3 separate regions of the Mus musculus genome follow, and all the other regions are linked to region 2. The links are chromatin contacts, called in public Hi-C maps. All regions are on one chromosome and are shown on one strand. The core of a region is the stretch at or near the end of the contact, and the rest is flanking DNA. Distances in the headings are between cores, read along the strand shown.

Region 1 (3,740 bases), core at 371-2,870, 550 kb before region 2:
GGTGTATCCTATTTGAAAAGGATCTGATTCTTGGTCAAATGAAATTTCAACAAGTCAGGTTTTGACCATAGGCACGATACTGGAAGGCAGGGTTGGTAGCACCAACACTATGTGCAGGAGAAAAGGGCCTTCTGTCTTTGCTGCATGTCCTAATTGCTCTATGAGTCTCTTTGTGCTTCTACCCTGCAGAGGTAGGAGGAGGTGATTGAGAGATTCCCAGGCTGACAAACGGTGGGGCAATTCAAAGCAAGAGGAACAGCTAACAGACATTGAAATATTGGGAGCAAAATACTGTGGCTGATACAGAAAAAAAAAAAAGCCATAGCACTTTATGAGAAAAGAGGTTAATGTGGGAAACAGCACCACGGCATCAGCTCGGATGCTTGCCTCCATAATTAAATTTTCCTCAATTCCACCTCATCAGACTTCTTAGATTACCAGGGACGCATCAATAGTAAATTACTCAAGATGAATCATTTCACAAATTGCATTACTCCCACCTCAGTGTTCCTTGTCTCATTAACAAATACAATTACTGCCAACAGGGGACCTGCTTCCCTAGAGTACTTCTGACCCAAGGTCTTTCTGGGGATGCTGGGAGCAGCTCCCACCTTCTTGGAAATCACAGGAGAAAATATTGGAGAGATCACGACCACCAGCAGGATCCTGCACTCCTTTTGTGGGGTGGGTGGATTTAGAGCATCCTTTGTCCTGTCCCAGAGCTGTACCTGACACAGGGAGGATGTGTGGCTCCAGTCCCTCTTCTTCACACTTGCCTTTTAGGTCTTTAAGGATGTGAAAAGATGCTCGTGAAGGGACACTTGAAGATACTAAGTAGGTGGGCTGTGTCTTGGCTAATTCTGGAGCAGAGGCCCAGACTTTAAGAAGACACCAGGTGTCTAGGTATTTGCTTGTTCAGCACAAAGACTCAGCAGAAGCTGCCAGGATTCAAGCCAAGACCTTTTTTTCCAGGACTGTAGGCACCCATCCCACATCTGTGTCTTCCTGGGATGTGTTATCAGTATGGCACTTGGTATCTGCCAAGTGGGAATGCTTCCCACTTAGCAGGACTGTCATGTGTATCTAGCTCCTGGGCTTGTGTTGTGTAACATGCAGACGGACAGTCCAGATACTCTCTGTAACTCAGGGCAGTTCCTGGGGAAAACTGTGCATGCTGGTCAGGTCTACGTAGCTTTTATCGTCATCATCTCTTAAGCAACGTACCACAGCTGTGTGTATGCATTCATATTGTATTAGGCATCATGAGCCATTTAGAAATGATTTACAGTGAAAGGGAGAATGGCATATGCAAATGCCATGCTCTTAAGGAACTAATACACCTGCAGTTTTTATAATCAAGAAAGACCCTGGAACCAATTCTCCATAGGCACCAAGGGGTGGTTGTACTAGGAAACTCAGGAATCCTGTTTCTATGAGTCTGTCTGGGAGTGGGAACATACAGTTTTATTTTCCAGAATCTTCCTTTTAGCACTTTCTGCCACAAAGCCATCATCAAACAACAGAAGGTACTGTGTCCAGAAAGGAACAGCCTGTGGTTTGAATGGTGGAATTTCTCTAGCTGGCAGCTTCCATGCACCGACTTAGAAGGCTACAAAAGCCTGCTTGGTACAGAATGTACCACAGCATCCAAAGTCTGGCTCTGTGCTTAGGACACAGGCTTGTGCTTATGGTTTAACACCGTCAAAGGTGTTAGAAAGAAGTGCTCAGGCAGGCTGGCCGAAGTGGTAAGCCCCGAAGGGCAAGAATTTAGCCAAAAGAGATGTTATTGACAAATGGAAGTCTATGAAAAAATAGAAACCCAAGTGTAAATCTGGAATAAAAACAAGGTAGCCATTAGGGGCTCGGTCTCTGTCTCTCTGGACTCTGTGCTCACAGGAAGCAAAGGCCAGCAGCCTCCTTCGTTCTCTTAGCTTCCTGCTCCCATGTGGATCCCGAAATAGTTAAGATATTGTTGACTTTTTCCTGGTTTTGAACCTTAAATGAAGTAATCCTAAGCATGGCTTATTCTGTGATCAGTTTTCCTCATCCAGCGTGTTTTCCAGTTGCATGGCACTGATCTTGATTGCTGTCTCTAGGACACAGGACGCGACTGTGCACACCGACCACACACTGTGCTTTTGAGTGGGCAACTTGTAGCTTGTTTGTGGTTTTGTGTGCTATGAACAATTCTGCTACAATTCCTGCCTCTGTCTCTTCCACAGGCCTACTCCTGAATGTGGGATTTCTGTGGTAGGTGTGTGTATGCACTATGAGGAGAAGGGCGTCACCTGTCCCACAAACGCAGCCTATATACTGAGCCCTCAGGAGCCTTGGATAGATGTCCATGCATCTCTGACCTGCCCTGTGGCACTGACTGACCATCACAGGCACACATTTATTTCCCATTCTGGAACCTCTTTTTGCTTGTAATTTTCATTATTGCCTCTCATTATTAATGAGGGTGAGGTTTTTTGTTGTTACTTTTGCTTTAAATTATACATATGTGGGAAATTCATTTTTTCCTCTTTATTTTGTTCTCATTTTTTCTTCCTTATTTCTCTCTCTGTTATAGCTGCCAATGGCACTCATCGTCTTCAGGGGCTAAATGGTTTTGATTTCTGAGACAGCATTTCTGAGTCAGTCTCTGTCCTGACTGTTGGAGTCTGCCACTAAAGCCCAAAGCAGACATAGGTACTGTGTCCACAAGTGCCCATGGCCATGTTCCCTGTAAGATTTTTTTTAAAAATAAAGACCAGAAATGCCCATAGTTAACTGGGGCTCATAGTTTGCCAAACTCTTATTTATGGGATTATTTTTTAGTATATTTTGGGGAGCAAACATCTTCCACCAGTGTACGGTTTGTCCTTTTTACTTAGGGTATCACATATTCTATGAGCAGAATTGCATCAGTAATTATCATTTTCCAAACAGCCAAGAAGCCATGTTAAAACTCAGTGTGTGTCTAGGATTAGTACCCAGCTTGTCTTAAATATGAACAGAGCCTTGTGGCAGTCCAGTGGGCCAGCAGCTGATAAACACCCACACAGATGGCACTGCCTCTGTGTACAAGGAGGAAATGAGCCAGCTCTATAGGGTAAACAAGTAGGGAAAAAACCCAATTGGGGAAGCTTTGCTCTCTGCAAGGCAGCCTCATGTGTCATGTTGGGCATGGGGTCCCAGGGCTCCATGGGATGGACCCTCTCCTCCTCAGGGACCCTGAGAGCACTCACCTGGTTTGATGGGCTGCTTGTTGGAAAAGGTCAAAGGTGCCACAAGGAATTTGGTCTCTGCCACTGGCACCCAGTGATGGAGAATCTTCACTGTCCAGACCCCAGGCCTCAGAGGCAGATTCAAAGGGGGCTTGTAGTGTGTGAATTCCGCAGTGGACTCAATCAGGATATCATAGGTGGCTGCAATGACGTTGACAGGATCCACCCAAATAACAGTCACGGTCACATTGGGCCCCTTTCCCCATTTCTGCATCCCCACCGGCTCATCCATGGGCCCCAAAAGACCACCAAAGTTCCGGAACAGCCTCTCCTTGGCATCCCAGTCAGTGCCAACCTGAAACAAGAGAATAAATCTTCAGAACAGAGTCTTAGGAAAGTCTAGGATCTTGCTTGGGTGGTTGTGCATACCCATTTCTCCCATGAGGAGGCTGAGGCTCCAAGTCACCTAGGACTCACGTTACACAGATGGTAAACAGAAGACATGGAACTCTTGACCAGATTGCGACTCCC
Region 2 (3,707 bases), core at 1,131-3,630:
ATCGGATCCCATTCTCCAGACTGTGCAGCGTGGCATGCACTCAAAGTGCTGAGCCCATGAGTTCTTTTAACTGGAACATCTTCCTTGCTGCTCCAATCAATAGCAGAAATTCCACACCTAAATCTAATTATATTAGTGCCTGTTATCCCCTGGAGCCTCCAAAATGTATGATCAGGCTACTAAAATTATATTTATGTAAAATAATTTACATAATGTACACACATGACTTAGGTAATTTAAATACATCAGTATATAACCACACCCTATCATCTCTGCAGCCATCTCGGGCTATTTACTTACAGGTGGTACTTTTCCACCCTGACGAGAGACCTGTTTTTCTCCACTCTCTCTTGCAGACCCCGTTGACTGATTGGCAGACTGGGTCAGCTATACACATAGGTAAAGGGATATAAAGACACTTGTCAACATATATATGCAGGTTAAATCGTATAGGGAATGCACAGAAAGATGCATGGGTTAAGTATAGTGATATTTGGTTTTCGGTGTTTGGGATGTTCTTTCCTTTCTGTATTCAATAGTACTTTTTAAAACTTAATATACTGGAGCTGCCTTCAGCCCTTTAAGAGGACCAGAATGGCATCCATGATAGGTAATTTAAAACAACCAGCTCCAAAGGATTCAACACCCTCTTCTGGTGTTCAAGGATGCTGCATACATATAGCATACATTCACACAGACAGACAGACTCATATATAAATAAAATAAATAAAAAATTTTAAATGCCTGGGCTTAGTGGCACATTTCTTTAATCCCAGTACTTGAGAGGCAGAGGCAAGCAGTTCTCTGTGGGTTTGACACAAGCTTGGTCTACATACATACTTTTCTCAGAAAATAAAAGCTTGACAAACCATTCATTAAAAATGCACTGGGTGTGAAATTGGTCTTTATGGATATGTAGAATAAAATAAACATGGTACCACTCAACCACATAAAAATGCAAAACGGAAAGAACAATATAAATGAGCATTTATCCCCCAATGATGCACAAGATTTTATTCAATACCTAAAATTCAAAGGAACTTGAAATATGTTTTCTTCTTTTTAATAAATCTACTCGAGATAGGTGTTTGGTAGGTTGCTCACTGATGCCAATCATACATAAATATGTGTATTGCATAGGAAAATTGGAACTGGAGAGATGGTTCAGTGGGTATGGTCCTTTCTAAGAAGTATGAGGACTTGAGTTTGGGATCCAGAACCTATATCAGAAACCAGGCAAGGGAGCACATGTGGGTTATCCTAGGGCTTGGAAGATGGAAGAGACAGATGGGCACCTAAGGTTTGCTGTTCAGGCAGCCTAGACTCCAGGTTCAGTCAGAAACCCTGTTTCAAAGCAGAAATGATGGCTAATTGCCCGAGGAACAATATGGACATTGTTGTCTGGGCTCTGAAGTCTCTAGTGCCCACACATATGCACCTGTACTTCACAAGCACCCATACACAAACATATGCACAAATTAAATATATGTCTTACACAGAAAAAATATTCCAAAGATTATCTTGCTGAGGCTGGCAAGGTGGCTCAGAGGGTAAGAGCCCTTGCCACCAAGCCTGATGCCCTGAAGTTGATCTTCCACATGGTGGAAGGAGAGAACCAACTCCTGCAAATTGTCCTCTGACATCCACATACATGTTGTTGCATGTATACACTCACAAACATACACATGATTGAAGTGGAAACTTAGGGCTCTTTGTGAAGTCGGTTCAGTGGTGTTTTGCTGGGGCAAACGAGTGAAGGAACATTGAGCTGAAGTGGACACAGGTGAAAGGCTGCGGCAGACTCGTGAAGAAAGGTTTAGCTTTAGCAGAACATCCTTTCACCTGTGTCCACTTCAGCTCAATGTTCCTTCACTCGTTTGCCTCAGCAAACCACCACCCAACCGACTTTACAAAAAAAAAAAAAAAAAAAACCAACTTAAGTTTCCACTTCACATGACACATAAAAAAAAATGTTTGAAATGTTATCTTTCTAGCCAATTAGTTATCATTCAAGCAGAAGAAGAGGTCAATAGACTAGAATTAGTTTATGTAAAGAATCAGTTATGATAATATACCTAGACAACCACTGTAATCTAACACAAACTCCACAGGGAATCTGTCACTGTCTGTCTGTCTGTTTGTCTGTCTGTCTATCTGTCTCAGTCCCTCTCATACCCACACACCTTACCAGTGAGCATCTAACATATATAAGCCAGCTTTTTGCTCTTGACTAAGGCATCAGCAACCAAAGCCAACACACTGAGGAAAGCAGAACAACAGCACAAACTTGGATGTTAACGCTGACAAACAAGTGGCAGACAAGAGCTTTGCACATTTTCCAAGCTACACCTTCCCACCCACCACAGGCTGTCAGCAGAACCCCAGCAGGGTGTGAGTCATCTCCACACAGGAGCATAAACAGAGGGGACTCCCCAGGCTAACCAAACACCCTTCAACACCTTCATCAGCCCCTGCTCTGTCGCCACATCCAAATAGGACATTGCCTCTAGCCTGGTCTCAGAGCCTGAGGACATTCTGAGCCTCTCAAAGCCCCTGCGTTCCTCATCACCAATACTGAACTCTTCCATTCTCCAATATCATCCCTGATCTCTCATGCCTGAGTCAAGGGCTCATTCCCTGTTCTTCCTCAGTGTCACACAAGGTCCTTCAGGTATTAGTCCTATCATCCCAGATTCTACACCTAACCCTTCTGATCAGCCACCTCATAAAAGCACTCCAACATCCTATCTGACACATCTTAGCATGTCCAGTGCCTGACTCTGAGCATCCAAACCCACTCTTTTCTTGTGTGTCGCTTACAATGACTGAAGAGAAGAGATGATGACAGGATGAGCCTCTCTTCTAGCCAGGTTTATAACTTTGTCAAGCTCATCTCTGTACTGGAGACAGTTTTCTCAACTAATATTCCTGTGTTCAAATCCTAACTTAGCAGGATGAGTGACTTACTTGACGATACACCTAGGAGTAACTTCTACCTCTTCCAACTCCTGCAAATCCCATGGCATCAGCTGCTACAGCAATCCACCCTACTTAGACTTCGGGTTAGTTGAGGTCACACACCTCCATTTGATGGCTAATTTTCTTTGTCAACTTGATACAATCCAGAATCAACTGGGAAGAGCATCTCAATGAGGAGTGCTCTGAATTAGTTCTCCCTGTGGCCATGTCTGTGGGGGATTACCTTGATTGTGTTAACTGATGTTGAGAGATCCAGCCCACCTGTGTTTGGGTCACAGACTGTGTAAGAGTTCAGAAAGTGAGCTATGACCTCACAGCATGAATGTGTTTGTTCCTCTTTACTTCTGACTGTGGATGTGGTGTGACTAGCAGTTCTAAGTTCCTGCCACCTTGACTTCTAGAATGGGCTGTAACCTGGAATCATGAGTTAGCATAAGCCTTTCTCCCCTAATTTGCCTTTTGTTGGGGCATTTTTATCATGGCAATGGAAATAAAAGTCAGCATCCCCAGGGACCATCTGTGATGATGGAGAACATGGGTCTCTGTCCTGGGTCTCTGTTCATCTTCACTGGCTGGACTGCACAGGTCAGAAAGCAGAACACTGGTAAAGACAATGTCTTGGGTACTACCCAAGCTCACATATTCCACCACTGCCATCTTTTATGGGACTTGTGTTCTAAATTAGTCCAGCAGAAAATGTGTGTTTTCTTGTTCCTATCTGGATGAAC
Region 3 (3,947 bases), core at 694-3,193, 750 kb before region 2:
CTTGACTGGGTCATGAATGAATGAAGGGAGGAACAAATGAATGAAAGCTGGCATCACATGACTGAATGAAGGGAGGAACAAAGGAATGAAAGCGGACATCACAGAAGCCTGAGTCCTTAGAGGGGAAGTTGTTTTACAGTAGGCGTAAGCATGGTGGTTTTAGCTCCTCCTGTTTGAAACGACTTGTTTGGGAGAACTAGAAAGACAATTTAAGGACTATTAAAGCACGTGAGCAGGAAAAACTAACCGTGCTTATCCCTGGAGGGGTCGGAAGGACTCCGGTAGTTTTTGCTCAGGTTTCATTAGACTTCAAAAGCAGGATGGGGTGTCATCAGGGGATGGTTTTGACTTTTATGGTTTGAGGGAGCTTATTTTTCACATAAAAATATTTGTTAAAAAATACAAATGAACAAATAAGAGTTTTGGAGGTGAATCTGAATGCCAGGCTGGCTCCGGTGGCGTTCGGAACATCGCTCATGTCCCCTGAGCTCGGTATCACATCTGCGAGAGGAGCCGGGGAGAGCTTGCCTCCTGGAGCATCATGGGGATAGAAAGCAGAGTGTCTGGAGTGGAGGGGCCATTTGATAAATGACAGGTTCGGCTGCTGTTATTAGCAGCAATGATAACAGTGACACACGGGAGCATGACAAATCAGGGTGCACAGAGGTCCCTTATATCCCGGACAGTCCTTGAATCTGATTTTATTTATAGCCTGTCTGGTTATGCAGGGGTGGCTTAACATATTGATTCCCTGAAGAGCATATGGCTTAGCTCTGTAACGAAGGCCTTTTTAATAAACTCCTCTTACTGACTATCTGTGCGGAAGGCAGTGGTGTGGTCTCAGCCATGAAGGGATGCCAGGAGCTTGCAGTGCTTGCAGTTTACAAAGCTCTTCCAATGCAGCCATTAGTCCATAGGACAATCTCATTGCATCTGATCATCCCAGTTCCGCAGAGGAGAAAACAAAGAGGCAGGCTGGGGAAATTCTTTATAGCCACATGGCTGGTAAGAGAGTCAAACTCAGGCCTGCTGGATCGGGGTTGAAAATATTTTTATTAGTCCTGATGCATCTCTTATTGCAAGTTATGAGAGGTCAGAGAAAGTAGGGAGAGGGGAAGGTACAGAAGGACAGCGAGGCTTGGAAGAAAGATGGACAGCATTGCTATCTGATAGCTCCTGCCATAACCCAATGGGGCATAGAAGCTGGGGAATGGAGTGCGGTTCCCTCTTGCTGCTACATTGAATGCCAAAGACTCCTGTGAAACATGAAACAGAGTACAGGTTGGGTCAGAGGAAAGGTTGCCATGGATACCTGAGGATGCTAAATAAGGGACTACTAGTTTTCCCTCTTCACCCAGTTCCTTTTGTCTCACACAGTAAAATTATCTTTCCATGTAAAGTGGAGAACATAGTGTGTAGATTGGAGATAGTGCTTCTCAGCTGTCCTTGAAGCAAAGTGTGGGATGTGTCCATGCCTGGGCTGATGGGTATATGTGTCCATGTCTAGTATGTGCAGGAAGTGGTGTGTACAATTCTACAAAAGGAACCAGCATGCCCTTTCAGCTTCCACTTCTGCTGGGACAGCAGCTGCGGTGGTGGCTGATGCAACCACCCTGGTAGTGAAGTACCATGGAGAGGTGGCTGTTCACAGTAGTATAGCCAGAAATTCTGTGGCTATGGAGAAGAACGCACATTCTGTTATCAAGCTTGAAAGATGAGGACATGACATGTTGGGGGGTGGGGAGAGGCGGGCAGGGCATGAAGGAACACAACGCTTATCTGTGGGCTTGGGAGGGTTTACTGGATCTATTGCCTAAGCTGAGGATGAGCCATGGTGGTGATGTGCCAAGTGAGACGTAAGGAGGAGACAGTTGCAGAGGGAGAGTTGGGGTGGTGTGTGGTGTGTGAGAGAGTCAGAGAGGCTCCATGGAGCAGGTGTCTGAGCACACTCAGTCTCACTCAGAGTTAGACACGCTGACAGCAATGCCAAGGCGCTGGAGGGTTGTTGAGTCACCAGCAATGAAATCAGACATGACCCAGATATCCTTCTCTCAAGTGATATGGAGGAGAAGAAGCTGGAGCCAAGGCTGAGAACCTCACTAGCTAGAGGGGGACTTAGGGGAGCATCTACTCCAGCAGGTACACACACACACATACCATACCACACATGGCGAAAGTAAAGAAACCCCCCCCCCCCGACTGAGTCCCTGAGTGAATGTGTGCTATTGATATGGGCATAGCCTTGTCAGGGACTCCAAAGCCTCAGACCTGTGGGAAATTAGCAAAGACTTCCTTGCATCTAAGAGCAAATGTTGATAGTGTGTACAGAAAATGCTCACCACAGCTCACTCCTCCATGATGTTGACAGTCTGAAGACTCCTACAGAGGCTGCTCCCACTGAGATTAGCTGAACCTCTTTCTTGATCTGGCACACACCATAACCTCCCCACTCCTTCTTCATCAGTATGTAATTGCCTTGTTCTGCTGAATGTAGTAACCCCAACTCTCTGTTCAACTCTATGTAATAAAAGTACTGAGCTCATGGGGTGTAGCAGTTTCTCCATCCAAGGACCTTCACCACCTGACTCCAGAGCCCAGCTACTTCTGTGTATCTGTCTGTCTGTCTGTCTGTCTGTCTGTGTGTATTTATCATCTCTTTATTTCTTTGTTTCCCCAGTTAGGTCTGTCCTTGGAGCCATGCAAGGACTGGCAATATATCACACCACGTATACTACATACACAGCATACACACACACACACACACACACACACACACATATAACCACACTCACACCTACCTTTATATATCAAAGATTGATGCAAACACAGAGTGGGCCCTGCAGCTACAGTTGGAGAACAATGTCTTTAGTCTTTGATGGTTGATTTGGGGTCAGAGTGCAGCTTTTAAAGGTATCTTTTCTGGAACACACACATGAGAATGTCAGAGAGAAAGAGAGAGAGAGAGAGAGAGAGAGAGAGAGAGAGAGAGAGAGAGAGAGAGAGAGAGAGAGAGAGAGAGAGAGAGGCCACAGCTCTCCAGTTTCTAAGAGTGTAGGCCTAAGGTTAAACCCTGCATGGCACCTAAGTTCCAAGGGTGGCTTTTGCCCTTGCCTTTTTCACTAGACCTGCCCTTCATCTGTAGCATCCAAGTCTATTTTGTAGGGTGTCCTAGAGGACGGCATTATGGATGGCCATGAGCACCTAAGGAAAGACAGTTTTAATTTTGTATTCTTGCTGAATTTCAAAGTGAAACTTCAGGCAGAGAAACTGGAGCTCTGTCCTCAGACACTCGGATTTAGGGATGGCGAAGTTAGTGAGACCTCTTTCCAAGGGGAAGGAGCTCTTTGCACCCAGATCACTTTCTGGTTGGAGCATGGATTAGTAACTTTCTTGTTGCTGTGACAAAAATACCAGACAAGAAGCAGACTAAGAGAGGAAAGGTGTATATTGGCTCACAGTTCAAGAGTACAGTGCCTCGTGGCAGGGAGTCTTGGCAGCAGGGCCTTAGGGCAGCTGGACACACAGCATCCAGAGTCACCGAGCAGGGAGATGAACTCTGATGTTCTTCCTATGGGATGCTGCCGCACGTGGCCCTTTCCTCCTCAGGTAAACATCTCAGAACACACTTGCTTGGATATACCCCGAGGTGTGCTTTCTAGTGTTGACCGTGAAGATCAACTGCCATGGAAGACAACTCTCTGTGTGTTGTGTTGTGTTATGTTGTGTGGGGTGCCCATGGGAGTCAGAGAAAGTACCCACACCAGATGGGTCCTACAGCAATGTACTGTCTCACCCTGGAAACTGGAAGGCTGAGATCAAAGCATCAACTGGATTGCTTCCTTCTGTCTTTGGCTTCTAGCTGGTGTCTTCTCTCTGTCTCCACATGGTCACTGTGAATCTGTTTTAAAATTTCTTCTTCTGGGAAGAAATTGAAACTCACTCCTGTT

What was found. Hi-C and Micro-C count contacts between places; a contact is called where the count stands out from the background.
Region 1: a contact with region 2 is called in a Hi-C map of cerebral cortex, with 3 times the contacts expected there. The contact joins two enhancer-like sites.
Region 3: a contact with region 2 is called in a Hi-C map of cerebral cortex, with 5 times the contacts expected there. The contact joins two enhancer-like sites. A contact is called at or near these places in 1 of 484 Hi-C or Micro-C datasets (cerebral cortex), 1 of 115 datasets of contacts at active chromatin or transcription factors (embryonic stem cells) and 1 of 9 other capture datasets (embryonic stem cells).

The regions. Positions count from the first base shown.
Region 1 is chr7:117,656,236-117,659,975 of GRCm38.p6, reverse strand. Xylt1 (xylosyltransferase 1) reads right to left here. Exons shown (of 12, transcript NM_175645.3): 11 at 3,231-3,564. Among named protein-coding and RNA genes, the nearest start is that of Gm34762, 100 kb to the left of the region's middle. Within about 2 kb of position 1,620, at least 9 of the 459 cell types and tissues checked have an H3K27ac peak or open chromatin away from gene starts, as enhancers often do. A contact at or near this core is called in cerebral cortex, where this site is marked.
Region 2 is chr7:117,107,269-117,110,975 of GRCm38.p6, reverse strand. No RefSeq gene overlaps it. Among named protein-coding and RNA genes, the nearest start is that of Gm39075, 120 kb to the left of the region's middle. Within about 2 kb of position 2,380, at least 22 of the 459 cell types and tissues checked have an H3K27ac peak or open chromatin away from gene starts, as enhancers often do. A contact at or near this core is called in cerebral cortex, where this site is marked.
Region 3 is chr7:117,854,142-117,858,088 of GRCm38.p6, reverse strand. No RefSeq gene overlaps it. Among named protein-coding and RNA genes, the nearest start is that of Gm34822, 4.8 kb to the right of the region's middle. Within about 2 kb of position 1,943, at least 12 of the 459 cell types and tissues checked have an H3K27ac peak or open chromatin away from gene starts, as enhancers often do. A contact at or near this core is called in cerebral cortex, where this site is marked.